2 separate regions of the Gossypium arboreum genome follow, and region 2 is linked to region 1. The links are chromatin contacts, called in public Hi-C maps. All regions are on one chromosome and are shown on one strand. Each heading gives the region's core, a stretch centred on a gene start, on an enhancer-like site or on the middle of the called end of the contact. The rest is flanking DNA. Distances are from core to core; before and after follow the strand shown. Region 1 has its middle 14 kb from the start of LOC128296450. Region 2 has its middle 9.1 kb from the start of LOC128296415.

Region 1 (5,625 bases), core at 1,240-3,739:
GCATTGGCCATATTATAGAAATTAAGTTATGACGCTGCTTCAACTTTTGACTCTTGTCTTTTTTGCCAACTACAAATCCATGCCGACAATTTCAAATTGATTATCGGAACTTTCTGAATTTTATCTCTTCCACTTTACTCTTAAAATTTTGTTTCCGCACATTTCTTTTTCTTTAAATAAATTATAAAATTATTTTAATTTTATTTTAATAATAAAATATAAATTTATTTTTTAAATTAATAGTAAAATGGGTCGGGGCCGGGGGTTAGAAAAGCTCAATCATGAATACCTCTGGCCTTGCTTGTTTGATTTTTGATAAATTATATCTAATTCAATTGTAAGCCTTAAAATCAAAAACAGTACACGCTAAACATTGTTGAAACACTTTCCATGAAAAAGGACGTCTAAAATGAAAGACACAAAATATCAGGAGAATCAACAACATATCATCTAGCAATAGACGCCATTAGAGAATCACTCAAAACACAGCTAATTAATTTGAAGGAAGAGAAAAGACGGACCACTCAAAGTTGAATTGGATATTCTTAAATCCTCCTCTAAGGCAAAAAATGTAATAATTAATTATTTGCAAGTGATAGGGTTTAGCCATAAGGCATCAAGCAAGGCAAGGTCCCCTCAACTACACCAAAAAGTGTTCCGACTTTCCATGGTTTATAATATAGTCAAACCATCAGTTTATTCTGCCTGCAGACATAGATTTTGCACCAACTTGGTCTTATCTCAAAACCAAAATCTACTTTTTTTTAAAACTGGGTAATGTATATTTAATTCAGCCATCAATACCAACCCTTTTATTCGAATTAGATCACGAGAGAATCTTAAGGCAAGCAACAAATGAATGAAGAAGAACCCATTCTCCATATTTTAATATTAACAATTTGCAAAGAAAAGAATGCATAATCTATATGTGTTAGTGGGACAGTTAAGGGCTAACCCACCTGTGGCTTAAAACCCATATTGATGGCGTGGTGGGGTGGGGAAAGGTCTAAAGGTTCTATTTTCATCCAATATTGAACCTTTGAATGGATGAAGGGATATGTTCAGCTTCCAATTGTTAATGGGTATCACATTTTCATTGCCATTTCCTTTGCTTTTGACTCACAAAAAAGTTAGGAACAACGGCAAAGGCGTTGATTTTTTTTTCCCAAGGCATTTCTTAGATATGCGGATGGGACATGGGACTTGGGAGTTAAAGATTACCAAATCTTTAATTATTGTGGGGATTCCTTTAGATTTATTGAACCGAACTTGCTTATCTATCCTACTACTATTACATTTGAATCTCAAGTTTTTATATTTAAGAAACTTAGAGGAATCTCATTTACATATCCGTTTGAAAAGTTGAAATTATTAATTAATAAAATAAAGGCTTCCACATACTAATTTTATTATGTGAATTTATATTTAATATCTTGTTAGTCTATATTATTTCAATATTTATATCTTGACAATTATTTATACAATGACACATGTAAAATTATTAATTTATACATGCTCGATTTATGACTAGTTTGGACTTTTATTTATTAGTATCAGTATGTATAGATGAAAATATGATAAATGCACATAAAGTGCCAAGGGCTATTCTAATGATGTGTAATTGTATGGTTAATTGTCCATACGTTAAAAATTATTATCATTAGTTATTAGAAAATAAATTTTTATAAAGCCTTGGTACCGTTTAGTTTGAAAGATCTAAGTTTGAGTTTTTAATCCATCATATGCAATTGTATATGTCTAGGTTTTAGTCTCGAATCATTTTCTTCTCTTATTTATTTGTGCTTTTTAATGGTTTGATTCTATTTTATAATTGCTTAAATATGTATTTATATTTACATTATATTTGTATATGTATATTTTTTTCATGTATAGTTAATTTTATTTATTCTTTCAAAATAAGGTAGTAACACATAGTAAATCCTTAATCTCATTTTTAATTTCTTTTAGTTATTGTGATATTTTAATTTCTTTACTCTTTGTAAATTTAAGAATTAGTCTATGTATTTTTATTTTGAGAAATTTGTTCCTTTAAATTATCAATTTCAAAATTCAGGTTTAACTATTAATACTTGTTTAAAATATTTTTTAAATTCAAGTTCATTATAATGTCTTTTTTAGTTACATTACTACCGAGTGAGTACTTTTTATTTCAAAATGTTACACCAACCAAATTATCAAAAAAAAAAAAAGAAGAAGAAGAAGAAGTAACAATTAGATTTCAATTTTGAAAGCTAAAAAGTAAAGGTACTAAATTCTTAAAGTTAAAATATCAAGATTAAATTTCAAATTTTTGAAGAGCACAGGGGTCTATGACAACTTTTAACTTTTTTTTCCTCCACTAGATAATTTATCCAAACAGGAGCTCTTGTTACATATGTTTCTTATTTTCTTCGTGGACAAAGGCCTGGTTACCTTGGAAAACGGCCCGTCATATTGGGCTTTTGGTAGCGTCTATTGATGTCACCCACTTTCTCAAATTCCCGCTAGATTGAAGGGTTCAACTGTGGATTCATAGAGGCGGCAAATGGGCAAGTATGGATAAACTTTTTCAGATTTAAATTTTTTAGGCATGAAATTTTTGGGCTTGGGCTCTCTTTTGGACTTGAATTTTCAGGTTTGAATTCTTTTTTTTTCTTCTCATATTCGAGCTTAAATCAAGCCGTGGGTTTTGATGGTTTAAATAATTTGGAAAATTACTTTAATTTCTAATGTAATACCATATTTATTTTTATATGATTACAACACAAATAATTTTTCTTATAAAAATATAATTTATATTATTTAATAGAATTCTTTATATAAAACAATCAATTTGCTAATTGCATGTAAAATTTATTATTATATAGTATGTATATGAATTAACGATGTAGCGACGTAAAAATTTTAGCTTGGTTGCTAATTGTGGCGATTTATTAAACATTTAAAAACTAACTTTCGATTTTATTAACAAAGGGAGTCGCCACCGATCCTTTTTATAGGTGTGATCGGACAACTAATAAATTTATTTTTTAAAATAAAAAGGAGGTCGAGTTTAGGTCTACGTCAAAGTCCAGAGAAAAATTAGAGTTCGGGAGTCGGTTACGAGCGAGAAAGGTATTATCACCCTCGCGACGCCCAAAATTGGTATCTTGTAAAACACGTGTTGTCTTGATTTTCAAAAATACGAGTTTAATGTAACATTTAGTTATAATCCGATTGGAACACGAGAAATTTTAGCTTTTCCGATTTTTTAGAAGGGCATACCGTTTAACACAAGTCAATTGATGTTCACCCAACATAGCGATGAAATCGGTGACTTAGTATTAAACCGATACGTTGCCTTACTTATTAAAAAAAATAAAAAAAATAAGATTTTCTAAATAATGCAAAGCAAATTGATTAAAATAGATGACAGAGCTAGAAATATATGGAAGCGAATGTAAGTGTGACAAATAAATTAAAAACAATACAGATATGTGCGATATTCAACGTAATACTAGAATTAAACATGAAATGAAAACAACGAGTACACATATATGATAATGATATTAAGAATATGTACGTAGAACATGTATATGTAAATAATAATAGTATTAGAAATATGCTATATAATATTCAAATATATACATGACATGTATAAAAATACAGCGTTTAGAAGGTATATATATATACATAATAAAATACAATATTTAAAAATACATACACACAATAAAATGTTAAAATATTTACAAAGTATATACATATTGAAAATAATGCTAAAAGACAATTCTTAATATTACTACATAACTACATACATGTATATTAAAGATATATACACAAAATAGAACACATACTTACATTGGTAAGAACATATATAAGAAATAGTATAAAATATATAACTAATAATACTAAAGGTATATATATACATAAACATATACGATATATATATTACAAATGATTATTAGAAAAGCTATTCATACGCTATATAAATACCTACATATATGTATATAAATAATAATAATGTAAAAGTATACAATGATATTAGAAATATATCTAAAATAGTATTAATAATGTTAAAACATATATAAATAATAATATGAAAAAAAATATATATATATATATATAATATAGTGTTAGAATATTTTCATTATATAATAATAATATAAACAAAACCAACTATCAATAATAAAATATATGCCTATATGTATTAAAGATGTATACATAAAACATATACTTACATTGATAATGACATCAATACTAGCGATAATAATAATAATAATAATAATAATAATAATAATAATAATAATAAATAATAAATAAAATAATGGTAACAAAAAAATACAAAAGGAAACATGATATAATACTAAGCTAAGGAAAACGAGGTAATAAATAATAATATATTAAAAATAATAAAGATGATAGTAAAAATAATAATATACAAAATACCATATATAAAGAATATATATACATGTATAATAAAATATACACTAATATTTATAATGATAATAATACACATAATAATGATAATATTAAGAATGGCATAAATAAAATGTACGTAATAATAATAGTGATAGTAATAAATAACAATAATATAACAATAATAGCAAAATTAATATTACAAATAATATTTTAAGAACGAAACAAAAAAATGGGCGAAATTGAGACCAAAACAGAATTGTTGGGGTAGAATTAGAAATAAAATAGGCAACAGGATCAAATTATAATGCGCGCATGACTTAGAGGGACCAATAGCGCAATATTCCCAGTATTAAAACGCTGCGCAGTAGGAGGGACTCAATTGTAAAGTGTAACGAATTGCCAAGTCGAATTAAAAATCAAAATAAACCTCATTGAAGAACAATAAAAATGCGGAAGGGCCAAAAGCGCAATTTGCCCTTCCGTTACAAAAACACGCGGATCCTGGCGGGTAGGGTCGGGTCGACCCGATCCACGATGAAACAACGCCGTTTCAGTACTTAAATGCAAAGCCCAAAACGACGCCGTTCCATACCCCTATAAAAGTTAAATTTTCTTGAAAAAAAATCATTATGCTTGAGTTTTAGAAAAAAAAAGAGTAGGGGTATTCTCTCTGGAGAAACCCCAAGACCGGCCAAGGGGTCCGGTCATCGCTCCACCGTGGGAAATCGCCTCAGGTAGTTTTTTTTTTATATATTTCTTATATTCTTAATATGTATGTATATATGAGAATAAAATCAAAATTAAGAAAGAAGAAAAGAGTTAAGATCACCTTGAATCTCTCGTTTTTTGACTTTTGGTATTTTAGTTTGCTTTGTTCTTCTATTTTTTGATGTTGCAAGGATCTATATTTTTTGTTTCAAATGTCTATGCTTTATTTCCATAGAAAGAAAAAAGTCAAAAAAAAGGTCCTATTTTAGTTTCGATTTTGGCTTTTTATAGCCAAGTTACAAACTTTTTTCTTTCTCTGACTTGCTTGTTGCCTCTGTCTTTGCAGGGTATGGCCGGTGGAGCAGGTGGCCGGTGGTTGGTGTTAGGGGCAAGTGGGGAGTAGGTTCAGCGTCGAAAGGGAATAGGGGTTAGGGTTGTTTTGTGTTTTCTAAAAATGTTGGGAATGGGCTAAGGTTTAGTTGGGTAGTGATGTAATTGGGCTTTGGGGTTATGAAATGG
Region 2 (5,625 bases), core at 1,941-4,440, 560 kb before region 1:
TAGTAAATCGAAATATTATATATTCATAAGACTTGTATAAGTTTTGTAGGAAGAGTTTATGCATTTATTTATTTATTGGGAATTCATTATTGTAAGTGTATTTTATAAGTAAATAAGCAAGCCTTTTGATTTACAAATTAAATTTTATTGGAAAATTTTAATGGAGAAAGACCTAGATATTAAGTGCAAAAGTGAGATTGATATATGGATGTGTGATAGGGTTTATATCACTGTTTGTACAAGATTAAAAATAATGTATTGTCTCTCTGGAAAAAAACCGTAAACATAGAAATTCTTACGTAAACAATCGCATTGTGTTTGTGTTTATTATTGTTGTTGCACTCGCATTTGTAATTGCTGCACTCGAATTTGTAATTGTTCCCATAGCTACTCCCATATTCTTGCAACTATGCCCAATGTTTTTTTTTCCTAAATAGATGTGATAACAAATTATTCAGCAAAATGGTTTAAATTGAATAATGATGACGGTGAACCCGACATCTCCCAGAACCAATTTTCGTGAAAGTCGAAAGTTGGAGGTTCTGACTTTAAAGTTGGCTCCTCCACATGCTAACTTGAGTATTATATTTTTTATACAATTTTAATGCGAAAAATCTCCCATTTACCCAATAGACTCATGTTAAAATTGCATGCAAATTGAATAAAATATAATATGGAAGTCAACAGTTGGAGGAGCAGACTTTATAGTCAACCACTCCAAATACCATCTTCATATTGTTACTGTTCAAAGTAGTCTAACAAAATAATTTTTAAATTTTTAAATTTCCATTATTTTCCTTATTTCATATGTATATATGAAAAAAAACCAATGCATACATTTTTTTTTGGGTTAAGTTTAGAAAAGTAATACATTAATTAATTTTTATATATTTCTCTAATCAACGTAGCTAGGTAATCATTCATACGTACAAAATGCAGTTGACGACACCAATGTCTTCACTGTGGGCAAGGGTATTAGCTTATGGCTACAATATTATCATACCATGAGAGAGGAGGCTCCAATTAGCCTTTATGGAAGAAAATATATAAGACAAAACATGTTAACAAATAAATATTAAAATAAATTAAATAAATATTTATATTTATTTAAGAAAATCAGATCTGAAAAATCAATTAAATAAATAAGATCCTGAAAAATCAGAAACTAAATAAGAGAATTAAATTTTACTAAATATTGAAGTATGTTTTCACAGTTTTCTTAATTTAAAGTCTCCTTTAAATGCATATTTGTATATTTAAAGTAACATACTTTGACGTCAATTTCTTATTTTACTCAACTATTTTTAGCATATGATATCTCGTTGTAAAAGTTTTATGGGATAGAACATAAAATTATAATATTATGATTCAAAACTCCTCATTCACCAATCAAAAATATACCTCAGACATTCCAAAAATCATATTTTTCCAACAGTCCCCACGGCTGTCCATACAAACAAAACTGTTGAACTGGCATTGAAACTACTTCCGTAAGAAATGTATGACTTTGGTTTCTTGGATAACATACATTTATACATAGATATATAAATTGGTGGGTACTGAGCTGACTGTCAAGATAAAGACTTTGCTAAACTAGTATCATCCTTCAGTAAAAGGTTTTCTTTACTGTCATATTTTCTCTGGCGCCCTATTTCACCAGTCTCTTTCATTTCTGCCTCCTATAAACCATTGGTAAGGCAAAGTTTGACTGTGTGATGAGATTGATTTCAATGAAATGAAAACAACAATAGTAATAAAATTAGTTATTATAGCATGAGATTAAATATTATAGTAATGATATTACAATCAGTTGTAAAATATGTGATTAGATTTAATTACTTTTATAATGGGCATGTGAGAATAAAAAATAATTATTAAGGATACTAGGAAAAGAATGGTACATAATTGAAGTTTAAATTATTTCATTTTCATAAAAATTTTAAAAATAGGTTAAATTGTAATTTTACTAATTAAATAATATATCATGATATTTTTATTATTGATGTAATTATTTATTATTTATTTAAATAATTATTTTCTTTAATTCAAATGTTTTTACTATTGTTTGTAAGCAAACAACAATGAAAATAGCAAAACAACGTGCAAATAGAAATGAGCAAAGAGGGAAGAAAGAAATATGAGAAGAGTGGCTAGTGTTAAAACATGAAAATAAAATAGGATTTATTGTAACATTTAGGGGGTCTCGTTGATCGAATATTACATACAACTTATAGTGTAATATTTCGAAATAAGATTAGAATGTTTGAATTCTCAATATTCCGATTATTTAGTAATCTTATATTCTTAAACAATATCGAAATGCTATAATATAGAGTGTAATCTTATTACGACCACTTTTTCAGATTTCTAAGATTCTAAAAACAGTCTGAACTTTAAAAAACTCAATAGAAAAAAGGAGTCAAGAGTGCTCTCATTGAACTTCCCGAAGAAACAGCGAGTACTGTGGTTGGGAAGAAGATGAGCGGTGTCTTCGAATCGAAGGACGAAAAAAACGAAATTGCTCTCCTTGAGGAGGAGTTAATCCAACTAACGGTGAAAAATTCATTAGTAACTCCATCAGAAAATCTGACGCTGATCTGCTCTATTTGTACAAAGAAAACATATAATCCAGATAGCTTGCGAGCACAATTACGAAGCATATGGAAAACAAAAAAGAAGTTCGAGATTCTTATCGCAGGGCAAAATCTGTTTACGATCTCTTTTAAAGATGAGGAGGACTTGGAACAGATCTTGGAAAGGCATCCATGGCTAATTCGAAAACAATTAATCATTTTTGATAGACTGACGCAACCTCTGGAGAGAAACAAGAATCAACTAACCTTCTCCCTGTTTTGGATGAAAGTTGGCCCGTGTCCACCAGAATGTGACAAAAAGGATTTGATGCATGCAATTGGATCTACTTTTGGGGGAGTTATTAGATCTGATATAAAAGGGGAATTCTGTTGAATCAAAGTTAACCTAGATGTTCAAAAATAATTAAGAAAGGGTGTCTTTGTTTCTCCGAATGAGAAAGAGAAAATATGGATGAAAATATGGATATCCTTTAAATATGAAAATCTCCTAACTTTCTATTTTGGTTGCGGAAGAATGGGCAATGAGATTAAGGAATGTTCGGAAACAAGCCCGGAAGATCGTATAAAGGTAGATGATGAGCATCCTTTCTCAATAGCACTTAAGGCAAAATCTTCCATGGTAGGGAAAGAATGTCTAATTTTTGGATCAATACAGAAAAAATCAATGAAGCAATGTTTTTACGCGGGAGAGGAACTGGGGAAAAAAGAAGATGCTCTTTTGCCAGAAAAGTCTATTCCATATCGTCGGCCGGAGAGTGAAGTTAGATCGATAAAGAACTCCGGGAAGTGGGAAACGGAGAAAATACAGGAAAATTCCGAAGAAAGAGATTCTAATTTTTCTCCCTAAGTTTTGGCTACAAAAGAGGAAGAAGAGTCCAAAAAGAATTGGTGCCCTACAACAGATACTTTAAATGCAAACTCTAATTAGTGGGACCTAGAGGTGGAGCAGGCCATCATAAATTGGTATTGTGCTACGGAAAATGATAAAAAAAATCTGAGGATAAAGGGCCCATTAATCCAAAAGAAATATTTCAATTGGGCCACAAAAAAAGAAGCTGGCGCCGATTAAACCGTAAGGGAAATAGCGACTCAAATATGACTGAGCTTACAATAGGTAAACGAAAACTAAATCAAGAGGAAGCGTCCGATTTTGGACCATTAGCTGAAAACATAACAAAAAACCAAGAACTGATGAGGGAAATTTGGATGGTAGTACAATAATGGAGATGATGAGGTCTATAGAGGATGAAGATGTTTTTTCACAAATTATATCAGCGGCTGGCAAATGGCCAGCTAACCGAAACCAATGAAAATTCTATGCTAGAATGCCAGAGGTTTGGGGAATCCTCAAGCTTTTCGAAGGCTTCAACACACGTTGAAGATATATAAAACCCAAATGGTCTTCTTAATGGAGACAAAATTAGATTGTATCCGAATGGAACGTCTTCGAAAACGGTGTGGTTTTCTTAATGGGATGGATATTCCAGGTAATGGTTCGCAAGGTGGGTTAAGTCTTGCATGGAATGGAAACAATCTAGTTCATGTCTGTAGCTATTCAAAAAATCATATTGATGTGGAAATTAATGAAGAAGATAATCCATATACGTGGCAATTCACTAGATTTTATGGCAATCCCAGTCATTCAAACAAGCAAGAGTCATGGAATCTACTTCACCGACTAAGGAACAATTGCTTAATACCGTGGTGTGTCTGTGGAGACTTCAATGAGATCATGTATGCACACGAGAAAATGGGAGGGGCAATAAGAGACGAAAGGCAGATGGAGGAATTTCGAAAAACCCTGGAAGAATGCGATCTAGCAGATATGGGATATAGTGGACAAAAATTTACTTGGGAAAAAGGTAATTTTGCGGATACAAACATAAGGGATCAGCTCAATAGGAGAGTAGCAAATTCGGAATGGCTGAATTTATTTTTTTATTATTTGGTACAACATCCACCACATTTTTTCTCTGATTATTGCCCAATTTTAATCCAAACAAGGTCAAAAGTAAAACAATATGGGGGAAATCTATTCAAGTTCGAATCATAGTGGATAACTGAGCCTTCATGTGAAGAAGTTGTTAAGAATTTATGGAAGGAGAAAACTGGCAGTATATTGGATAAACTTGAGCATACCCAAATTGGTTTATAGAGATGGGGAAAAATATTAAGGGAAACCGAGTCAAGAGATCACAACTTCTTCGAGAAAGATTGGTTGAACTTGATGGAATACCGAGGGAGGATGATACTCTAATAGAGATGATTGACGTGAAGCTAAATTTAAACTAGGAAATGGAAAAAGAGGAGATGTACTGGGAACAAAGAGCAAGAACGAATTGGTTGCGCCAAGGGGATAAAAATACAGCTTTCTTCCATAGTCAGGCATCACAAAGACGCACGAACAAAATACAAGGGTTGGAAGATAGTAGAGGAACTGTCAAAACTGAGGATGAAGATATGGAAAATATTATACGAGATTATTTTATGGAGCTGTTTGAAACTGGCGGAGTTGGTGACACAAATTATCTTCTTTCAGGTGTAAAGAGAAGTATCAATGAGAATATAAACCAGTCATTAAGCGCGAATTACAAATAGGAGGAAATAAATGAAGTAATAAACAGTATTGGGCCGACAAAAGCCTCTGGACCCGATGGATTTCCAGCCATCTTCTTTCAAAAATTCTAGCATATCGTGGGGCGGGAAGTAAGTGATTTTTACTTAAATGTTCTAAATAAAGGAAAGTCTTTTGATTATTTAAACCATACAAATCTTGTTTTAATTCCAAAGAATTTCCATCCGAAACATCCATCAGAATTTAGGCCAATTAGTCTTTGCTCGGTTTTTTATAAGATAATTTCAAAATCTATAGCAAACAGACTCCAGAAAGTACTAGGTTACTGCATTGATCTGGCACAAAGTGCTTTTGTACCGAGAAGGCTTATTACTGATAATGTTCTTCTAGCCTACGGAATTCTTCACTCTATGCAAAACAAAAGAATAGGGAAAAAAAGTCTAATAGCTCTAAAGA

Evidence for each region. A called contact is a pair of places that touch in the nucleus more often than the background predicts.
Region 2: a Hi-C map of leaf shows a contact between it and region 1, with 2.6 times the contacts expected there. The contact joins two enhancer-like sites. A contact is called at or near these places in 2 of 5 Hi-C or Micro-C datasets (both in leaf).

The regions. Positions count from the first base shown.
Region 1 is chr8:28,586,770-28,592,394 of ASM2569848v2, reverse strand. No RefSeq gene overlaps it. Among protein-coding and RNA genes, the nearest start is that of LOC128296450, 14 kb to the right of the region's middle. Within about 2 kb of position 2,489, at least 1 of the 2 cell types and tissues checked has an H3K27ac peak or open chromatin away from gene starts, as enhancers often do. A contact at or near this core is called in leaf, where this site is marked.
Region 2 is chr8:29,145,231-29,150,855 of ASM2569848v2, reverse strand. No RefSeq gene overlaps it. Among protein-coding and RNA genes, the nearest start is that of LOC128296415, 9.1 kb to the left of the region's middle. Within about 2 kb of position 3,190, at least 2 of the 2 cell types and tissues checked have an H3K27ac peak or open chromatin away from gene starts, as enhancers often do. A contact at or near this core is called in leaf, where this site is marked.